3 separate regions of the Zea mays genome follow, and all the other regions are linked to region 3. A link is a contact called in public Hi-C data. All regions are on one chromosome and are shown on one strand. Each heading gives the region's core, a stretch centred on a gene start, on an enhancer-like site or on the middle of the called end of the contact. The rest is flanking DNA. Distances are from core to core; before and after follow the strand shown.

The links. Hi-C and Micro-C count contacts between places; a contact is called where the count stands out from the background.
Region 1: a Hi-C map of tassel shows a contact between it and region 3, with 4 times the contacts expected there. The contact joins the enhancer-like site here to the promoter of LOC100382483 in region 3. A contact is called at or near these places in 4 of 25 Hi-C or Micro-C datasets (ear, leaf, root tip and 1 more).
Region 2: a contact with region 3 is called in a Hi-C map of root tip, with 2.9 times the contacts expected there. The contact joins the promoter of LOC100283925 here to the promoter of LOC100382483 in region 3. A contact is called at or near these places in 8 of 25 Hi-C or Micro-C datasets (bundle sheath, ear, endosperm and 4 more).

What each region holds. Positions count from the first base shown.
Region 1 is chr2:66,658,772-66,662,121 of Zm-B73-REFERENCE-NAM-5.0, reverse strand. No RefSeq gene overlaps it. Among protein-coding and RNA genes, the nearest start is that of LOC118476238, 31 kb to the left of the region's middle. Within about 2 kb of position 1,916, at least 16 of the 20 cell types and tissues checked have an H3K27ac peak or open chromatin away from gene starts, as enhancers often do. A contact at or near this core is called in ear and tassel, where this site is marked.
Region 2 is chr2:67,017,816-67,021,216 of Zm-B73-REFERENCE-NAM-5.0, reverse strand. It overlaps LOC100283925, which reads left to right and starts at 1,637. Exons shown (of 5, transcript NM_001156823.2): 1 at 1,637-1,886.
Region 3 is chr2:66,874,617-66,878,190 of Zm-B73-REFERENCE-NAM-5.0, reverse strand. LOC100382483 (Polynucleotide adenylyltransferase family protein) reads right to left here and starts at 1,915. Exons shown (of 13, transcript NM_001175222.1): 1 at 1,689-1,915; 2 at 1,452-1,577; 3 at 614-711. The coding sequence starts at 1,860.

The DNA of each region.
Region 1 (3,350 bases), core at 667-3,166, 220 kb after region 3:
ATTCTGCATGCATATAGTAGGCAGTAGGGTGCAAGGGCGGCCGGGCCGGAGCACGACGCATCAGAGAAAGCTTAAGCTTTGCATGCATGCATGCATGGCTGCGTGAATGCCGCTGGCCCCGCCCCCAAATATTCCCTGACGCGTGGACCCTTTCCCTCATTACTCCTCCTCCTGTCTGTCTGTCTGTCTGTCCGTCTCTGCAGCATGCACCCATCTACTCCTCCTCCTATGTATCCACATCCACATGTGGCCATCACCCATCTGCATGCATCTCATATATAAATAATAAGCATTCTGTCTGTAATACTACTACTATATAGTACACTAGTAGAGCCTTTGCTTGTAGCTCAAACCTGCATGCATGCATCACCGCCGGTAATCATCGTGTCCGCCTGGTCAGGTCTGCACAACTAATGCCACTTTTAAGCAAAAAGGCCTCGGCCGGCCCGGCCCGTACGGAGACGGTGGCCGCTTTGGAATCCGGCCGGAGAGCTATAGCAGCTAGCCTCTTGGCAAACATATTCCTCCTGTCCCTCCAAGTCCAGGCCATATGCGTACGTACGTACGTAGTAGCTAGTATATAATAAAAATGGCCACGAGTACATGCATGACACTTTTCTGTTTCCGTTACCGACTTAGGAATAGTATATATTACTACTGCCTACTACTATATACAATGGTCACTAACTTTCATGCATATGCATGTATGGATGTAGTTTAAAAAGGCAGCTCTCGATCGAATGAACCGGCCTCTCAAAAGGACGTGCGACTGACGACTGGAGGTAATTAAGAGTAGACTACACACTGCCTCGCTTCTGCTTCATGCATGCATTCTGATCGCCTCGACATGCTGATGCATGCACTCACAAATTAAAAGCATACTATACACACTAATTAAACAGGCGGGGCGAGGTGGTGTGTGCATGTACACCACCTCATGAATATGCATATTCATGAGATGGATGTTTGAGCTAGCTACCTAGCTAGCGTCCGTACGTACTTAGGTGTGGCGACAAAAGGCCCGTTAATTGCACGCATGCATGCATATGCATGGAGCGGACAAACCTGCTTTACTACTCCATGTCAGTGTACGTCGACCCATGCCAAGGCATCCGCAAAATTTTAAACACATGCAATGCAACGCATGCATGCTGCCCTGCCGCGCCTCTGCATGCGCCCCGCGACACGTACGTACGTACGTCGTCGGGTCTTCCAGCGAACCTTGTTTAAGAAGGGTACTACTCCAGTAGCGCTGCTTTCCTTAAAAAGCAGAGGTTATATACCTCCTTTAAAATAAACTAAGGCGAGTGTGTCATGTCATGAGCAGAGGTGCGCGTGGGGTGGTTGTTAATTGCGTTGCGTTGCATGGCATGGGTGACACCACTAAACTAACCAAGTGCGTGGATCGGAAAACCTATCGATCCCTCCATCGTCGTCAGCAGTCTAAACTAAACTAATCTATATCATCAGAATATATATATATACTACGTACGGACTTGCATGTATACGTACGTACGTACGGCACATGTAACTTCAGCTCTACTCTAGTGGTAGTGGCCTGCAGGTGTATACGCACATCCATCACGTACGTACGTACGCGTTGGTCATCGATGATCTCTGCATGCATGAGCCCATCAACGTACGGTACGGTACGATGGAAATTAATTGGAGTAGATTGTTAATAAGTGCGTCGTCGCAAACGCAAGCGGCAGACAGACCCAGGGGCTGATCTGCGCCGGGATTCAAGGGGTACCTCAGCAAGAAAACAAAGGGAATGTAGTAAATACTATGCTGATGCAGCCTGCAGCACTCACCACGCGCAGAGTCACAGGTCTGCCCCCCCACCCCCACCCTCTCTGGCTCTCTGCCCCCAGTGCAGCGCAGCCGGGCGTGGCCCCACCATCCTCCCTGATCTCTGCACTGCACTGAGTGTGGTCGTCGTGGATGGATGGATGGATGCATGCATGGGCTTCGGCCTTCGTCGGTCGGCCGCGCTGGGGCCCTTTACCCCTTTCATCGGCTGGTGCTGACCCGGCCCACGCCATTGCATCTACATTTTTACACACCGTTGCAAAAGCCCCCCGTTTCCGTTGAGTACTGTAGTTTACACAAACAGCGTTTTCGCCTACTTTCCTCCCCCGGCTGCACATTTCATTACGAAAAACAAATAAGTTTAGCTTGCCACAAAGAAAAAAAAAGGCGGGCGTAGGAAGGATCGTCCGTGCGTTTTCGCTCCTTTCGGGCGGACGCACGCCAGACGAGCATATCATCTACACGAGCCGGTTAATATGAATTTGGATAGAGTTAATCGTAACCATACGTCTATCTGTGTCCTTGATCGGAGCTATCTCAACCGTTGGTTGCATCCCAGACACACGACGCCATATAAATAGATTAAGGAGCTAGCTGGTTTAGATAATATGATATAGTAACCTATATACTGAAGCCATATTCTTATTTTGCACACTATTTCTAACAATATATTTCCTAAATAACATTGATCTATTTCCTAATAATTATGATATAGGGCTCAACTGTTAGAGCTGCAAACATTTTTGGGACCCTAAATACTTTAAATTATTAGGTCCTATTTTAATTCCGAGGACTCAAATATAGGACCTTTCGTTGGAGATGCTCTAAAATGGCTTTCAGCTAATGAGGTGGCTCTAAAATATATAGCGCCTTCGAGGGAAAAAAAATTCGAAGCTGGATGTTTCATTCTTGGTATAAAAAGATAAAAAGGAAATAGAGGATAAATAGATAATGGACGACTCGACTCTAAGCTATCGGTAGCTATATATATGTTCCTCGACAACGATGGTAGAAAAGCTGTTCACATATAAAGTGGCAAACGAGTAAACTACAAGATCGAGCGCAGGGTACGTATATTATTCTAGATATCTACTATTTCCCCATGGGAATAAGAAGTGACTTGTCAAAGGATGAAGAAGAAGCTAGCTTGTGGTAGTGCCATGAACAAGGACTAAATGCTATGTACCGGCCGGTGCTAGCTGAAATTATGGCCCACAAAAAAGTTCCTGCTGGTGTTCCCTGGATAATCCATCGTAGCAGAGTAGGATATATATGCGTCTCTGAGTTGTACTACGTACTATGATTACCCACTCTGGAGGATCGATGTGTTTTACACATACGTGCTGTCCATCCATCAATTGCACGTTGACTATACACTAAGCTAGCTATTCTTCAAAAAATACACTAAGCTAGCTAGGTAGTGCAATAATATTTGTATATGCACGAGCGTTGACCAAACACCCCCACTGTATGTAAGGATATATCAACGCTTGGGTAAAGAATGTATATTTTCATTCTGTTTGTTTTGGTTTTGAACT
Region 2 (3,401 bases), core at 388-2,887, 140 kb before region 3:
GCCTAGATCATGAGCGGCGCTACAAGGAAGCTACGAATCGGAACGTGGCGTAGGGCTTACCGTCACGTACCTCAGTACCTGGATGAAGAGGAGCGAGTCGAAGATGCCAGCGAGAAAGAAGAGGGAGTAGGAGAGGAGCACCATGGAGTAGGAGAGGAGCACCACCGAAAGCCGTAGTCGCGTTCGCATCAGACCTTGATGACGCCTTCATTCCACAAGCTAAGCGAGACGACAACGATCTAGCGACAAGAGGAGAGGCTACTCGCATCGTGTACGCACGCCGCGTCGCCTGCGCCTTCCCTTGCCCTCCGGTCGACGCTGGCGCACACTCGAATGGTTTGTCGATGATGACTGAGTGCTCGACGCGTAATTGTATCTAATCCTTTTTTCATTTTATTATTGGAAAAATTTGGATCTGTATCATTAAAAGGTTATAAATTTAGATATATACCATTACTATCTCACATACATGTGTGGTTCACATGAGTTAACGACATGCAGAGTCAATAATATATATCTAAAGTTACAATCTTTTAATGAGTCAATAATATATATATCTAAAGTTACCATTTTTTAATGACTAGTCGGTTGCCCGTGCGTTGCGACGACTTACAACAATACCAACGTAAACTATCCACCAAAAAAATTCAAGATTTTTTATTGATTATCTCCGCTCTCCATATTTTTTTTTGATTTGGCTAACTGATATTATTGTTTACTCCATCCAATATGTCTTGGTACAACACGACCAATGAAGTGAGTGATTAGAAGAGAGTTCACAACGACTAACTGAACAAACAGAGATTATAGAATGACATAATTTCACCATATAGAGACCAAATAAGAGAAAATCCGTGAGGTCAAATTTCTAAAATAAGTCACATGAACTCAAACTTATAAAAAAGATAGATCAAAATATGAAGTGATTGCTAAAGTCAAACATCAATAAAAACCAGATGTGCTCCATATAAATTATGTTATTTCGTAGCAATTACTAACATTTAAAACTAACAAATAACATTTCATTTTACTGTTAGTGTGACAAATCATTATTCCTTCATCCAATTCAGCAATCTCAAACACCATGGAGTTCATTGCGTCAATGTGGTCTCAGAAACGACCTAATGCTTACAAGAGCCAAAAAGTTGTGTCGTGCTTGAGCTATAACCTCGGTCCGTAGTGCTGGCCCGACCCGACAAGATTATATTCTTTTATTTAAAAAAAACGTATATACATATATATACAATTTATATTCAATATTAAAAACATTTGAGCATGATATTCTATTGGTTAGACAGATTCACCTAATGTTTTATGTCCTTCTTCCATCAGGGCATGAGTTCAAACCACACCTCCTGTATTGTTTTACGTGCAACGAGTTAATTTGAAATTGCTGTGAGGAGTTATTTGTAAAAAGATGATGTGGGACAATCGTTGAAACTGATGCTTTATAGTAGAGATAATAGAGAAGTAGATATATAGATATAATTATTAATGGTATTATAGCGGCTACGCTCGAAATCCCTCTAAATAATCGTAAAGTGACGAAATCTAATTCTCATAGCATAATTCCAAATTTCTTTGTGAACAAAATTCCACCGAATCGCTGTCGTTCGACACCGTCAACGGCGGCCGCGCGCTCACGTCCCGGCGGCCACGGGCCGTGACAGACTCGAGCCCGTCCGCCGCCTTCGCCGCGCCGCCTCCGCCTCCTCCATCGCACGCCGACTCCGCTGCCTACATCCGCGCACGTCCGCCTCCACTGCCTCCATCCGCTCGGGAGCCGCCGCCCTCCGCGCTAGGCCTCGCCTCCGTCTGGTCTGGATTCTTCGACATCTGGCCATCTGGGCGCTCCGCGTCGCCGACTTCTCGCAGGCAGAGAGTGAGTGCGTTCCTCGCATCCTCCATCTCCCTTCCCTCTGCCCCTCGTTCCCCTGGACACGGTCCATCTGTGTAGGGTACGGATCTCATCTCACCCGGTCGCGGTTCTAGCCTGATCTGTGCCACGCATTCTTGATGAAGATTTGGAGCATGCTTATTAAAGCGGTAAAACGTTATGAACTAACTTTTTCATTGTTTAAACGAACGTTGACACGTTTTTTCAGACTTGACATAGAATTTCAAATATAGAATAAGTTCATACATATTACATAAGTTGAGTTCACAAACCAAATAACATTAGCATAAAAACAAACAGATCAAGTTCAACCACACAATTTGTTGCCATTGAAATTCACTGTCAGCAAATAGAGACTGATTCAATGTGAGCAAAATCAACACATCAAATAGAAATTCACTGGGCACTGGCGGGCGGCGGCTTGCACTGGTGGCTTGCGCAGAGCAGCGCAGTGGGGCTTGCGCAGAGAGCAGAGCAGCACAGTGGGGCTTGCGCAAGAGGGAGGAGGGGGCCGGTGCCGCCTTGGGTTTGTGCGCTCTGCGCGGAGGCTGGCGGCTTTGCGAGGAGGCCAGGAGGGGACCGAGCTGGCGAGCTCTCTGCGGTCTGCGCCGCGTCGCGTTTGTGCAGACTGCAGAGGGAAGAGGGAGGAGGGGGCCGGCGCCCAGCGGCGTACCTGGCGTCCTGGCGGCTCTAGACTCTGGAGTCTGGGCGACGTTGTAGTGGCTGCAGGCTGAGGACGGCTAGGCGGCTGGCGCGGCTGAGGACGTGTAGGGTTTGAGGACGGCCCAGGAAGGCCCATTACATCTAAAACGTCCGTAAAACGTCCAAAACGCCGTAAAACGTGTTTCAGACGCTCAGAGGACGCTTAAACGTCCAAAACGGACGTTCAACACCTATTTCGTAAAACATGCTGAAGTTTTAGTCCCTAATCACGTTTTAGCGTTTAAGCGACGCTTAAACGTCGCTTAAGCGACGCTTTAATAAGCATGATTTGGAGATCCAACAAGGAGGCTCCTGTGTTTGCTTCCCGCGGGATTCATGAGTTTGAGCTGGACAAAGTCAGTTTGACGTGGACAGAGAATGGCCTATACTCCGATTTCTACTTGGTAATTTTTTTGTTTGAAGGAAAACAGGAGGGGTTCTATCCTCTGCCGTGCTTTATTAAAAGATGTAAATGAAACCTGGTACAAAACTTCAAGAAAAAAAGAAAATGAGAAAGATTACACATAAGCTTCTAGCCATGGATCAATTTGAGTTGATTTTTCTTTTGCCCTTAGAATATCAATCACAGTTTTTGAGATCGAATTTGGCTTGCAGAGTAACTAAGCTGGTGGTTTTTATGCATCTGTGCTCATGAATATATAATATATACTGTTTCTGGAAGTACGACAAGATTAAGACCACACTTTTTTTTGAGTGATATATATATATATATATATATATATATATATATATATATATCATATGTGAATAACTAAACATTTCATTTTTGTTGAATCTCAAA
Region 3 (3,574 bases), core at 666-3,165:
CACTGCATTTCGTACAAACAGGCTTGAGGTTATTAGCTGCACATCAACAGTACATTTCAAAACAACAACATAACCATACTTCAATGTACACTTTGGATATTACGTGTTTATACAATACACATAATCAAAGTACATTAGTCAGTTGCATGTGCATTGCCACGGTTCATATATATCATATGAGTAGACTTTGTTTTAATAAGACACAAAAATATGTGTGTTCTATTGGTTAGGTGGTTGTGAATGTGAAGCTAACAACCAAGGTTCAAACCCCCATTTATGCATAATTTTACTTTATTTTTGCATTAAACGGGAAGGGTGACTCAGGACGACCCTTGAAATTGGTGCTTTAATATAGTAGATTTAAAAACTGAAATTTTACACCCAATACATTGAAAGTAACTCTGTCAGTTATAACCAGCAAATTAGTCACGTCATAGTTCTTTAGCAACAAAGTAGTACCTGCTATTTGCAAAACTATGACAGCAAACTTAAAATATCTACGCGTTTCAGTGAAAGAATAGCTCCATCACATGATGCCTCAAAACTTGAGTAGACCTTCATTCCAGTAATACCGCTACATCATGATCACATCATTGTTAATTTGAGTTATAACCTGCCTAAGATCAGCTGTTGTTATTATGTCGAAATCCTTTGGCGTCTTTTTCATTATGAGATCTCGAACACAACCACCAACAAGGTACACATCATATCCTGCCAAAAAAAGTGAAACATATCAACCAAGCAAGTAATGCAATGAACCAGCAACAACTGGGTGGTAATGGGATCTAAATTTTACGCTATAAAATTTAAGGATCAGATCGTATTTGGATCAGGCTGTATTTCTATTTATTTTTGAGCTAAAATTAATTAAGGGCTCGAACGAATCGTGAAGAAACATTTGGATCGTGATCCATTACCACCCCTAGCAACAACAAAGGATACTCAAGCACCTAATTAACAGATGGAGAAAAGTACAATGGAATTGAAATCACATTCATATCTGATTAGCTATATTAATCGACTACTAGTACCGAACAGGATACAAATATGGTTTTGCATTTTTCATATCCAATTAACCGTTTCTCCTCTAGTCACATTTATATCTTCACAAAACAAAGTATGCCTTACATCTTTCATTCTGAAATATGATTTTATCCAAACTACTCAAATTTATTCAAATAAAAAATAGATGGATTCTGTTGCAGTATAGATAAAAGATAGTTTCAATTCTAATTAAGTAAAATGCAACTATTATATTTGCTTTATATGAGGCTGAGTTGAGTATTAAATCCTGTCTGCATTTGTTCTGACATTTGACCTGTAACTAAGTACTCGATCCACTAGTTCAGTCGCAGGACACCGGACTGAAATCCAACCTCAGCAGTGGCATTTCAGGATTTGGCAGGACAACAAAGCAAACACTAGCAGGGACATTGGGGTGGAGGACGCACCTCTGCTGCGGAGGCGGTGTAGTACGTTCCAGGCCTCGGGGGGGATCATGGACTCCTTGATCCCGAACCTCTTGGCACTGATCTTCTTCCACTCCAGCCCCTCCATCCCCTCCGCTCCCGGCCCACCTGCAGAGAATGCTCAGCGCCCACCAGGTAAAGAAAAGCAAAACCCTTGGGGCTAGCATTTCGCCGTCACGTCACCACTGGACCAACAGCAAGAACGGAGGGGAGACTTACTGTCGGATGTAGGGGCGGTAGATGGGGTGGAGGAGTCGGAGGGCGAGGGCGAAGGGGACGGTGCGCGGCGGCGGCGCCGTGGGGAGGCGAGCGCGGCGAGTGGGGATGGTGCAAGGCGGCCGGGCCTCGTGAGCGATCCGAGCCACCGCAGATCCGGGGAGCGCAGGGCCATCGCGACCGGGACGGCGCGGCGGCGGGAGGCGAGAGCGGGGTGAAGCGCAGCAGCGGGCAGGCGAGCGGCGGAGGAGGGTGGATAGGCTGACGGCGGCGAATATGCCCATTATGCCAGATCCTCTTCGTTCCATTCGTTGCCTCTATCGGTGGGCTTCTTTGTGGCCCATGGGCCGTAGGGTTTTAGAGTTCGTACCATGAATCTACCCATATATGGTAGTGGGCTTTTGATTGATGGGCCATTGTTGATAAAAGTGGTTCTATTTTGAATTTTTGATATACTGAGCTATGGAATCTAGTTAATTAATCAGAAAAATGTTTACTTTGCATTGCTGCATAAATAATAATATATGATTATTTTTTAATAAAACATCATAATTAATGCCGAACAGAGTCCTAGTTCAGCCGAATGCTTCTCTCGTTCTTAACATTGAGGTGCCACTGAATTTACATGCAACACACCTGCAGCATTTTGGCTGACAGTGTATGATAGAACTAGAGACTTATTACACCTAGATTATGCATTGCATTAATGCTTATCAAATTAATCCAATCATATACTCAATGTGTAACACATCCATACTTGATGGACTTCCAGATAAAGGAACAATGAATCCGAATAAAGCCTTCTTTTGCTCCATCAGCAGAAAACATTTTTCACTTGTCAAATTTATTTGTCAGATCAATGTCGAGAAGATCCTAAGTCCAACATAGAAGTGTGATCTCTAGTAGTATATCAGTGTGCAATCCTGCAAACTGGCAGCATGGATCTTTATATCCTCATCCAATGGCTACAAATGGAGGTGGAAAACTTCTGCGAAAGAAGCTCAAAGGGTCTGTTTGGTTCAGCTTTTTTCTGACCAGCTTTTCCGAGAATCTAGCTGTGAGAAGAATCTGGCTGTGTAGAGAATCTAAGTATCATTAGGATTACGTGCGGAGAAGATAAAGTTGTCCATGGGGCTCAGGATCTATAAAGTGACGGATTACTACTATTGCAACGACTCAACCTGTCGGCGTTTCGACCCCGGGGGGTCCCTGGACCGACGAGTAAATTGTCGCCGCGTGTCCCAGCCCAGATGGGTCGGCGCGAGACGGAGCACGAAGGGGGGAAAGGAGACAGGCAAAAGGGGAACCCTGCGGCCTTCGTATTGTCCTGCGCCCAGGTCGGGTGCGCTTGCAGTAGGGGGTTACAAGCGTCCGCGTGAGAGAGAGCGAGGGACTTACGCGTCGGCCCGATCTCCCGCGCGGCCAACCTTTCCGTACGAGAGCCCTGGACCTTACTTTTATAGGCATAAGGAGAGGGCCTAGGTGTACAATGGGGGATGTAGCAGTGTGCTAACGTGTCTAGCAGAGAGGAGCTAGAGCCCTAAGTACATGCCGTCGTGGCAGCCGGAGAGGTTTTGGCACCCTGTTCATATGATGTCGTGGCCGTCGGAGGAGCGCTGGAGCCTTGCTGAAGGACAGCTGTCGGGGCTGTCGAGTCCTTGCTGACGTCTCCTTGCTTCCGTAAGGGGCTGAGAGCCGTCGTCGTCATGGAGCACGCGGGGCGCCATCATTATTTGTTTACCGGGGCGAGCCAGATGGGACGCGGGTCTTGTTCCCCGTAGCCTGAGCTAGCTAGGGGTAGGGTAATGATGGTCCCCCCTGTGACGTGGTCGGTCCGAGCCCTGGGTCGGGCGAGGCGGAGGCTCCTCCGAGGTCGAGGTCGAGTCTGT